2 separate regions of the Columba livia genome follow, and region 1 is linked to region 2. A link is a contact called in public Hi-C data. All regions are on one chromosome and are shown on one strand. The core of a region is the stretch at or near the end of the contact, and the rest is flanking DNA. Distances in the headings are between cores, read along the strand shown.

Evidence for each region. Hi-C and Micro-C count contacts between places; a contact is called where the count stands out from the background.
Region 1: a contact with region 2 is called in a Hi-C map of crop, with 2.8 times the contacts expected there. The contact joins the enhancer-like site here to the promoter of ADAMTS1 in region 2. A contact is called at or near these places in 2 of 2 Hi-C or Micro-C datasets (crop and liver).

The regions. Positions count from the first base shown.
Region 1 is chr1:89,490,873-89,496,389 of bColLiv1.pat.W.v2, forward strand. All of the region lies in intron 1 of LOC135579650 (a long non-coding RNA gene), which reads right to left. Among named protein-coding and RNA genes, the nearest start is that of ADAMTS5, 49 kb to the left of the region's middle. Within about 2 kb of position 2,104, at least 1 of the 3 cell types and tissues checked has an H3K27ac peak away from gene starts, as active enhancers do.
Region 2 is chr1:89,365,602-89,370,998 of bColLiv1.pat.W.v2, forward strand. ADAMTS1 (ADAM metallopeptidase with thrombospondin type 1 motif 1) reads right to left here and starts at 3,778. Exons shown (of 9, transcript XM_065065731.1): 1 at 2,678-3,778; 2 at 1,958-2,304; 3 at 1,383-1,515; 4 at 819-986; 5 at 229-515. The coding sequence starts at 3,194.

The sequences.
Region 1 (5,517 bases), core at 854-3,353, 120 kb after region 2:
AGCGTATCCAGTTTTCACCTGGCTTCTCCATTTGGCTTTTAATCACGAAATTTCATACACAAAACTGCTTATGGAAGAAAATTCAGAACACACAGCTTCAACTTTCCCCTGTACTGGCTCTGTTGAAAAAAAATCCCCTTTGAGTTAAAGGGAGCAGTAATAGAAATTCCATGCTTACACATGCTGGAGTTTCATTTCAGTGACATCATTTGTCAGTTTGACTTTGCCAAACGGGAAGAAGTTCACATTATAGGATTCAAAACCAGCATCTAGAACAAATTCAGTTAGAAAGATCTCAGGTTTCAAAAGGACTTGCCATACATGGACCCTTATTCCACTCACTTGGGTTCATTTCTTGAGATTTGTATTTGTAACCAAAACTTTCTTAGTTAATGAATTGCAACCTTGAAAACCACTTAGAAAATGACAACACATTCCAGACAACAAAAAGACAGCTCATATTATTTTTTGGAAAGGCATAAAGAGAATTTAGGAAGATTTAATGCAGATTCAATAATGAAAAGGCATGCCAGATTAAAAAAAACCTTAATCATGTTAACTCCCTAGAATACAAAAGGACAAATACACTTCATGTATGTCAACTTATAGAAATCCTATAACTTCACAGTAGTGTTCTCGTAACTTAATACATGCTGTATCCTATTTTTAGTTCCTGGAATACGCTTTCTAATACTAATTTTTATTTTGAAGCTTACTATGTAAAATCTAAGTAAAACCTGTAAAAAAGACAATTAATCAAATACAAAACCCACAGGTGTCCAATCTAGCTATATCTAGGAAATGGCTGCAATTAGCTGTCTGAATAATATATAAAATAGTTGAGCTGATTTAGAAATGAAGTGAAGGAGATATCCAGCAGAGGTGATTTTTATTCCCATTTCAAACTTTGACTGTAGACATTATGACTGAAAGAGAGAAAAGAAAACTGGGGTGCAAGACTCTCTTTTTACCAGCATCTTCTCTTCTGAGCTGATATTACATTTCTCTCTGTTTTTGTCACTTCATACCCTATTGTGCTCACTTCCACCCACTTAGACCGCTTGCTTATGGGCATTTGACAGCAATAAGAGCAAGTGAAAGGGCAAAGAATGAAAAGGAAAGCTGGTCAGAGAGTAGCAGATGGCACAGTTCTGCTTGGTGCTGGTATCTCTAAAAGGGTCATTTAAATACCAGTCTAGAAACAAGGAATCTGATATGATTTTTAGTTCATTGTCTCTCAATGTTACCAAAAAAGTTGCTTATTACTTTAAAGGAACTGTATTAGAAAACTGAATTTTGTGAAATCAGCCAATTATAAAATGTAGTAGAGGATGGGAAAGTGGTCAATTTACTTGATTTAAACATTTTCCCCTCATGCAAATGTTCACCATTTGGAGAAGTTCTCTTACATTTGCCATCCTAGATGATAGCAAAGCTTTGTCCAAAATTCTTTGCTTTATTCTGACCAATGCATAGGAAAGAATTGGTGCACAGGGGTATTTCCTCCCCAGGACTCTCATTCTCTGGCAATTTGTAGCTGGGAGATCACCTCGCACTTCTTTTGCTTAATGACCTCCAGTGGCTTTTTATTCTATTATTCAGTTGCTTTCTGAATCCATTTAAACTCTTCAGATCCACAAAGAATTCTATAGTTCAGCTAGATAATTTATAAAGACATATAATATTTTTATTTTGTTTTGGTTTGTTTTGTTTGCATTTGAATCAGCCACTTATTAATTTAGGCCAGCTCTCCTACGACAGGTACCTGAACTAAAGCGAGCAGAGTTTTCCACTGAAGGCCCTCAAAAGGCAAGTCTGTTGATGGTATAATGAACTTAATTCAGAACTGATGCTTTACTTTCACGGACAAAACTGAGATACAAACTCGATGCTTATGTCAGGGAGCCACTGTAGCAGCCGGAATAATTTACCACTTGTTTGCAGTATTCTGGAGCCTGTTAAGGATGAGAGAAGGGTTTTTATGTGCTACACATTTTCCATGTGTGACAAAGTAAAAAGTAATTCCTGAGCTGCTGAAGTACAGTGGCTGAGCAGCCGAGGCAGCATAAAGAGTGGCAGTTTACTGAAGAACATGTATGCTGACTGCAGTGTGTTGTGCTCAATGAAAGCCAGAATTAATGTAGTTGAAGCATCAGGACTGGTTTTGTGAGGCAACACACATACTGTAACTCCTGGGAGCCTGTCATTGTTAGATTTAATCTCCTGTTCTGTTTTTAGTTTCCTTACAACTGTCTGGAGAGAGGACTTTCTCAAAACAAATATCTCTTTACGCTTCAGTCAATGTAGAATTCATTTGAACTAGGGCTTATGAGATGATTCTTTAATAGGATTAATGAGCAGTAACTGAATACATGACAGTCACATGCAGAGATATTTTGGGAAAGACTTCAGAAGGACAAGTGTTTCTGTTGTCTCTGATCTGAGTGGGGGAAGAGCACAGAAGAGTCAGGTCTATTCCTTACCTCTCCCTCTTGTACTTTGAGTTTTTGGCAAGTATTCTGGGTTTGGACTTCACACAGGGGAATGGAGTGTTTTCCATACTGATGAAAACACAGAAGGGAAAATTGGTATAGTTCTTCAGGACTGATGGGAAAATGAAGATCAAGAATGTTGTTAAATTATAATATAGACCTAGTAGAAAATGGGGCATGATGGAAAATACTGAGTCTAGCTGAGCTTTCATGAAGGATAACATTTTCTATTATAGGAAATGTAAATCACTGGAAAACATTTTGAAGAACTATCATTTAACATTTTGGGTTTAGTGGGAAATATCTCTGCTCAAATTATATTCATGATACAATCTCATAAATATGGGAACATAAGTTCCCTTTAAAGTTCTAGCCTTTCTTCAGCATATCTTTTTTATTCCCTTATATTATATTAACTTTTTGTTTGCTTTGAAGAGAAAAACACGCTCCTCTCTGTGTTTCCATTCCCCTCCCAATTCTCTTCTTTTAATGAGAAGTTTGACTCAAATATCATCCTCCGTTTTACCCTCCTAAATTTTTCTGCTCTCTCTGTTCTTGTTTCTGGAAACATCAGAGCCTGCTTTCTCACTTCATATAGCCAAGTGGCTTTCTTAAACTCAACAGTTCTCAAATCAGCACCTGAACTGTCATTTCTGTTGCTTTTAAATCTCTTGAGCATATATTCTTTTTCATTTATATCACCTTAATTTTCATCAGTTCTTTCCTGATTGTCCAATTTAATTTAGTCTATTATTCTGCTGTTTCCATCCATAGATGCAAAGATTATTGTGACCAAATAACCATTAAGCATTTCACATGATCAGCCTGTTAGTGCTAATAGATTGTTTCTTTCACACAGCCAGACTCTACCAAGGACCCTTTTTCAGAGGTACTTCAGGCTGTATTTAATCTAATTTTAGGCAACTACCTGTTCCTTGTATTGGACATATAGAGAATTCAGGCTCCTAAATGTGGGCACATCTTATTTCAAGGTCTCAATGAAGGCAGTGTTACTGTCATACCTGCTTTTTCTATTTCCATTTTGAGTCTTTGTCATTCTCTCTAGATACTTGTTCAGAATATATATGTCCCAATCTTCCATCTCTAATTTATTTTTCTAATTTATTTTCAGCAACAACACTGTCTTCTCAAGTTGTGATCCTGCCATTGCCCCTGCTGGGTCAGTTTTCTATTCCTGAAGTTGGTTTCCTTTTACAGCCTGAAGGCTACATTCAGCTGTGGCAAATTTTATTTCTTTAGACTTCCCAGAATGGACAGATACTGCCTTCTGTACATGATCTGCTAAGAAATGAGCCATATTTTAGGCTGTTATAGAAATGCAGCTTTCCTGTCAGAGCTGTAAACTTTTGATATGATAGCTCAGTTTATGAAGAAATACACTTTGCAAAGAAATGTTCTTCAAAGAAAATGGAAAAGATTAACCTTTGTCCAAAATGGAGACATATGGTTCAGATATTCTGATTTAATTCCAACTCAGCTACCAAATGCAGATATCTTCTGTGAGTATACACATTTCTAAATAAGATTCTTCATGACAAAATTAAACTCTTCTGATGCATTACTTCTCAATTAAAAGGAAGAATTCGTGTACCATTGAACATACATTTTGATCTGAAAATTAACTAAAAAGAGGACAGGGACCACTAAAATTATAACACTGAGAAATTTGGCAGCAGCAGTTTCTGATTCAATTTGTTAGTTTCCTGTCAAACTCATGCTAAGAGGAAGATGAGGTGAAGATGAATAAAACAGATTACCAAAGCAACTCAAATTTCTGTGATTGTTGATGAGATTAAATGTACAGCAATCTCTAGCAAATCTCTAGCAAAAGGTGACTTTTGAGTCACCTCTTGAGAATGTATACTTTACAATTACATTATTTAGATCAAATTGTTACCATCAAAATAGGTGAAGGTGCTGTTAATGTGGATGTAAGGTTCACACAACACACTACACATCCTAGTCATGAAATATAAGGAGTTTTGTTTTGTTTCCTTTTTCTGTAGTTGAAAGCTCTGTGGCTCTACCAGCAATCTAGTTCTCTATTCCCAGCTCTAACCAGTGACTTCTATGAGATTCTGGAAGACTTATTGCTGTTTTTCTAGAATTTCATTACTTGGGAAGAAGGAGGAAAATATTTGCTGTCTTACTACAAAACTTAGAATTATCTATACAGAACGGCAGACAACTGTGCAAAGATCCTTGAGCTAGTGGAAATCTGAGCCAGTAATTCTATGTGATATACTGAATAGCCCTGTGTTACTGGGAGCAGTCTAACTGCTATTACATGGCAATTTGCCAGAGGCTGGCTCTGGATCCCTAACAATAGTGATTTTTATCTTAAATTAAGCCTTTTGGTCATGTAGACATTGCATTGTCTCAGCATACATGGGCTGTACAAAGCTGTGCTGTAGATTTGGTCTCAGTCTATTACAGGCAAACTCCAAAACTTACACAAAGTCAGTACGTATAGCCTATATATCTGATCCTCCCCTCCCACCCACCCTAGCTGAAACATGTTTTACACTATCCATGTTACCTAATCTTGTCATAATAACTACTATGATTATATCTTTTAAAAGACAAAACTTACATAACCTCAATTGTATGAAACCTACACAGTCTCAGGGGGACCAAATGTTATTTCTCTCGAATCAAAATTACCTGTACATGTTACATGTTTTCAAGGTGAAAAACAAACTTCCAATTACCTGCTGGATTCAAATGTATCTCATATAAGACTACAAATTGCCTGAAATTTTCTCACTAAAAATTGAGGAACATTGTCACCCGACTGTGAGCACAGTTAGATGTAAAAAGCTTAGCTAAAAGCTTAGTAATTACTGTTGCTCTTTTTTTTTTTTTTTTTTTTTTAATTAATGAAGGCAGTTTTTGCACAAACATGAGCTTGGTGGGACTTAGAAATTAATGTAAAATGAGAAAATAAGTTTCTAATCGACAAAATGCTGTAGAGTGTACTTGCTTTTTCTTAGCAGTCACAAAA
Region 2 (5,397 bases), core at 2,528-5,027:
AGAACAAAAAAGTTAATACAGCATACGCAAAACAAAACCAAGCCACAAAATCCACAACCATTCCCATTTTTATCTAAACCATTTGTGAAAAAAAAAAAAGCCCCAGAATTGTTTTATTAGCCACCCACCTCCATTTATTTAAACCCTTTAAACAGATGACTCCCACCAAAGCATTACCCATGCTACTCTGCAGGCCAGGATATATTCCGATTTTTGTTTAGTACTTACATCATAATGCTTCTTCTCAGTTTTATTCACACACTTGCCATTCATGCACCACTTCCCTTCCCCGCAACTGGTGCCATCTGCCCAAGGGAAGTGTTTGGTTTGGCACACCAGCAGTCCTCCAGAAGTGCCAGTACACCACAGCGTCGTACAGGTACTGGCTGCATCGGGGCAGTGCTTGGACTCATCTCCAAATGTAAACTGGCACTGTCTGTTGGCGTCATACAACGTGCCAGGCAAGTCAGAAGGAAGCTGGATTGGTTTGTGGGGCTTGTCTAACAAGCACTCACCTGAAAAGAAAGGGAAAAAAAAAGCAGATGATACTGTCAATGAGTTCAGTTTCAAAAGGGAAAAATATATTTCCAATTCTAGAACTGCATTTGCTTTGTAACAGAAGCTTTTGAGCCAACTTGCGCCACCATTCTTGTAAAACTAAGGGTCTTCTAAATTAATTTGCAGGATATAAAAGGTTAATTCTATGCTGTAGCAGAAAGCACTCTCAAGAAAAAGAAAAAAAGAACAACAAAAAAAAAGCAAAGCAGTGAAACCCAAGAGCTTAAATGCCACATGAATGGAAAGCTTAATAATCTTACCATGACCATTATCCAAAAATGTTGTAATCATGTAGGCACTACATGGAGACCAAGGCTGGCTGCGATCCAGATTGGAAAGCATAGATGCCATCATGTGGAAATCCCGGCTTATTCCATTTATACCGGCACACTGCTTTGCATCGTCATGAGGCATGTTAAACACGTGGCCTTAAAAAAAAAAAAAAGAAATAAAGTTTGTGATTCTAGGAAGCCTGTCCCATGCATCACCAATACTACTTTAAATATTACCCTAGAGCAGTTCATAGCCTGCTCTTTAAATAATGACCTGAATCTGAACACTGCCAAACTTTAGGCAGATGGCACTGTATCTTCGCTCCCCTCCCTGGCTTCTCACAAGCTTTTTTCCTGCACTCCAACACGCAGCTCTCACAGACAATGCCGTGCAGACCACAATTGCTTCCCACAGCTCAGCCCTGCTACAGGCAAAGCTTTGCCTCCTCCCGACTGCTGCAGGGGGCCGCGCGGGCTGGGCAGCTCTTTGCTTTACGGCATCGAGCTGGCTTCAATTAACTACATTAAATCGCCTTTCAGAGTTTCAAGTACCTAGTTCGTGTGCTGTTGTAAAAGCAGCCTGTAAGCCATCGTCTTCTATGATAGAGCAACTGCGGTTTAGATCACAAACTGTTCCCACATCAGCCATCCCAAGAGTATCACATGTCTTGGCACCGCAGAGGTCCTGTAAAAAAAGGCAGTTTCATTATTAATCGGATCAGAGACTTAACCTTGGCAAGAAACATCCAGCCCTGGCAGTTTGCCTTCACTTATGGAAAGAGCATAAATATTCAGCACTTCAATGGGTATGATGGCAAAAACCTGTCTTTGGAACCTACGCAAGTGTTACAGGTAGAAATAAAATGCATAATTTCCACACTAAATCAGCTAAAAATATATGGGGCAGAAATATGTTGCACATACTGTGAGTTTCACCTGAGACAGCACAAACAGCAAAGTAAATGACTAAATCAAAAGCAGTTCATTTCATTTTTAGCCTACTTTGCTGAAGCTGTCATGACACAAGACTGCCTCTGAGCGCTTTTTCAGAGGTCTCCTGGCAGAATGGTCCTCTGGGGGTAGGGAGCAATGAGCGTGGGCATGGATTTGACCTCTGTGTCCCTCACCTGCCTGGTGAAGAGGATTGCTGTGTCGTAGTGCTCGGCATGCCGGTCACTGGGTGGGTTGTGCTGCCTCTGCCAGCTGCAGAAGTTTCTCAAAGTCAGGGCAGCGTTGGAAGAGATATCAGGTCCCTTCCGCTCCTCATAAATGACCATGATTTTCACCACCACGAGGCTGATGGAATTGCGGATGCTAGGGTGCTTGTACAGCTTGGCTGCCACGGAGAGCAGCGTCAGGAGATAGTGCTTCAGCCCGCTGCCGTGGAACTCGGCCATGGACTGGTCAGCTACCAGCATGGTCTCAACATAGCGGGGGCTGGACACAAACCTCTTCTTTCTTCTGCTCCTCGTTTCTGCATTAAAAAGGGAGAGGCAGAGGCAAGGAAAGTGCATGTTAGCGTTGAAAGAGAAAAACCACTGCAAAAGACCACCTTATGGAACCCAAACTCCATTGATACTCAAGATTTTCACCTAAGGGATGTACTGCCACGCCCGGCTGCCGCCCCCAAAACTTCTGCAACCTCGGCCGAGCAACTCCTCTGAGTCGCCGCCGGGCAGACGGGCGATAGCCAGACCCGCACCCAGGTGGGAGCACCCCCGGGCCGGGGCTGAGGGAATGCACCGTCCGGGACCCTGCAGTCCGCCCCGTCGGGGCGGGGGCGCAGACAAATCTCCCGTTCCTCCCTTTCCCTCCCAGTGGAGGGCAGCGCGGCGCCCCGACGGTACCTGCGTGCCCGGCGGGCTCCGGCTCCGCCGCCTCCGCCCCCGTCTCGCTAACGGCGCAGCGGGCGGCGGGGGCGGCCCGGCGGGTCCCGCGGAGGCGGAGGAGGTGGGCTCCGCCGCGGTGCGCGGTGCCGGGAGCCGGCTGGATGAGGTATTGGCGACCCCGCAGGGAGAAGGCTCCGCGCATCCCCGCGCAGAGGCTGAGGGCGGCGGCGGAGCTGGGGTCCCGGTTGACGGTGCCGGAGTAGAAGCAGCGGGAGAGGTCGTCCTCCGGCGGCGGCGGCGGCCCGCCCAGGTACTGCAGGGTGAAGTCCGGGGCCAGGAAGCTGCTGTCGGGCTCCAGCTCCAGCGTCAGCCGCTCCCCGAAGGCCTCCAGGCGGAAGCGCTCCCGGCCGCCGGCAGCGCCCAGGCGCCGCGGCACCACCAGCGCCTGCCGCTCGGCGGGGCGCTCGGCGCTGCACAGCCCCAGCAGCGCCGCCAGCACCGGCACCAGCACCGGCGGGCGCCCCCCGGTCCTCATCGCGGTCCCTGAACTCGGGGCGGGGGAGGCTTGTTGCTGCGGCCGCTGGCTTAACGGAGCCCTTTTTATTTATTTATTTGTTTATATTTTTAAAAAATTAATTTTTTGCTTTCAGGTTTTGGGGGGATCTCAGTTTCTCTTTCCTGGCGGAGGGGCGGGGAGGGCCGGGCGAGCGCCGGGTCCCGCGGTCACTGAAGAGGTGGTGTCGGCTTCCCCATGTCCGGGGCGCGGCGGCGGGGAATGAGGGTCTGCGAGGGGAGCAGCCGTTCCCCTCTGTCCGTCTGTCTGTCCTCTTTTCTCTCACTGCCGGTTCTCCTTCCCGCCGCCTCCTCAGCTCTCCCCAGCAGCAGCAGTCGGGGAGGAATCTCCGGCGAGTCTCCGCTCGCTCCTCCGGCAGCTCCGGCACGGTCCCGCCTGCACTTCCACGGCTTCGCGGGGCGGGGGGAGGCGAGCGCCGAGAAACCTCCCGTTCTTGCAGAGCGGAGCCGAAAACAAAGTGAACACCACCCCCAGCCCTCGGCGCCGGGCCGGCCGGGCCCCGTTCGCTGCGATCCGGATGGCTCCGCCGTGCGGGTTGAGTGCAGCAACCGGGCTGGCCGCTGCTGCCCTTTATGGGGTTTGCCTGGGCCGCCCCCACCCTCGGCGCGGCCCGCCGCCCCCCGCCGCGCCGCCCCTCGGCCGCGGGCCGCTGAGCTCACTGCGTGCGTAACGCGCCCGCGGGCGGCCCCCGCCTCCCCTTCCCCCCCCCACCGCCCCCGACGGGGCGGGACGGGGCGCGGCGGGCAGAGCCCGGGGTCGGGCCTTGGCTGCCGGGCGGGGGGCGGGCTGCGCTGTGCCGCGGCGCGGCCCCTTCCCCCGCCCCCGCGGCTCCCCCTCTCTGGGGCCCGCCCGGTGGCGGGGGTGTCCTTCCCCCCGGGACCCCGAGGGCAGCGGGGCTCGGCCCGGGGTCTGTGCGGGGCAGGAGGGGTGCGCCGCTGCCGTCGGCTCCGCGGGGACGAACGTCGCTCTGTGGAGCGGCTGGACGGGCTGCGAGCGGCCGCCGGCCGGGGGCTCGGGTCGGCGCCCGGGGCTGGGGAGTGGCAGGTGAACAGCCCCGAGCTCCGGGGCGAGAGGGAGATCCCTGGTCGCATTCGTGGCTTTTCCTATTTATTTATTTATATATATATATATATTTATATATTTATGTATATTTATTTATATATTTATTATTCTTGCCTTTTCACAGCCCTAATAGCTACAGTCAGCCGTGCACCTGTACTTCTGGGAAATGGTTCCTTTTTAAATTGCTTAAACAGAGGCATTTACGTAGGTGCAGCCAATATTTTCCTTTGAAGCCAATAACCAACCATAGTGGTACAGCTAATCCGCTTAATTCTTTATATGGAACGTGCTTGCGATGTGCGCTGCCCGAGTAATACTTCCTTCTCCTTGTTGAGGCCTTTTTGGAGGATCAGGGTAAAGAATGGTGAGCAAATGTGTGAATGAAAACAGAAGCACTCTACCTATTGCTGACAGCTCCCGGGCTTCCTAATCAAACAAAGGCGCTTCAATATCAGTCAATGCCGTGTCTTACACAAGCGTGAAACTCAGAGGCTGAAAACAGACATAGAAAAATACATCATCCTTCTGACAGAGCATTTCATGTATCCACCGTTCTCTTAGGATAGAATGTCCTATTTATGCCACTAAATCTAAACCAAAGGGTTTTCTGTCTCATTTAAACCATGTCAGATAAACTTGGAGCCCTGCTTCTGTGTCAACTGCACAGCCTAATTGCCTGCTAAGTTCCGGTAGTACATTAATTTCCCATGGTGTTCTGTAAATGACACAAGTTTAGAAACATACTTTTTTTGAAGTTGTGCAAGAAGACACACAAAAAGATGAACCCAATTTTCCAGTTGCGTATTCCACTAAAGTCCTGTTGTCCCACACAGTGATGAGCAAAACCAGAACTGGGCCTCAAATGAGGGATTTTCCTTGGTGTACAGCAGGAAATGGCTTTGAGAGGCTGCGACTGCTGCCCGTTAACATGTCAGGAGCAGAAATATGCATTCAGTTACAGCAGAAGCCTAATTTTTCACTGGAGTTGGAGGCTAGTGCCAATTTCTGCCCTTACCTTCGAGATCTGGTAACGCATACCCAACTGTGTCAGGCTTTTCCTAGGACAGAAAATTCACAACAAAAAAATGGTTCATTCATGTTG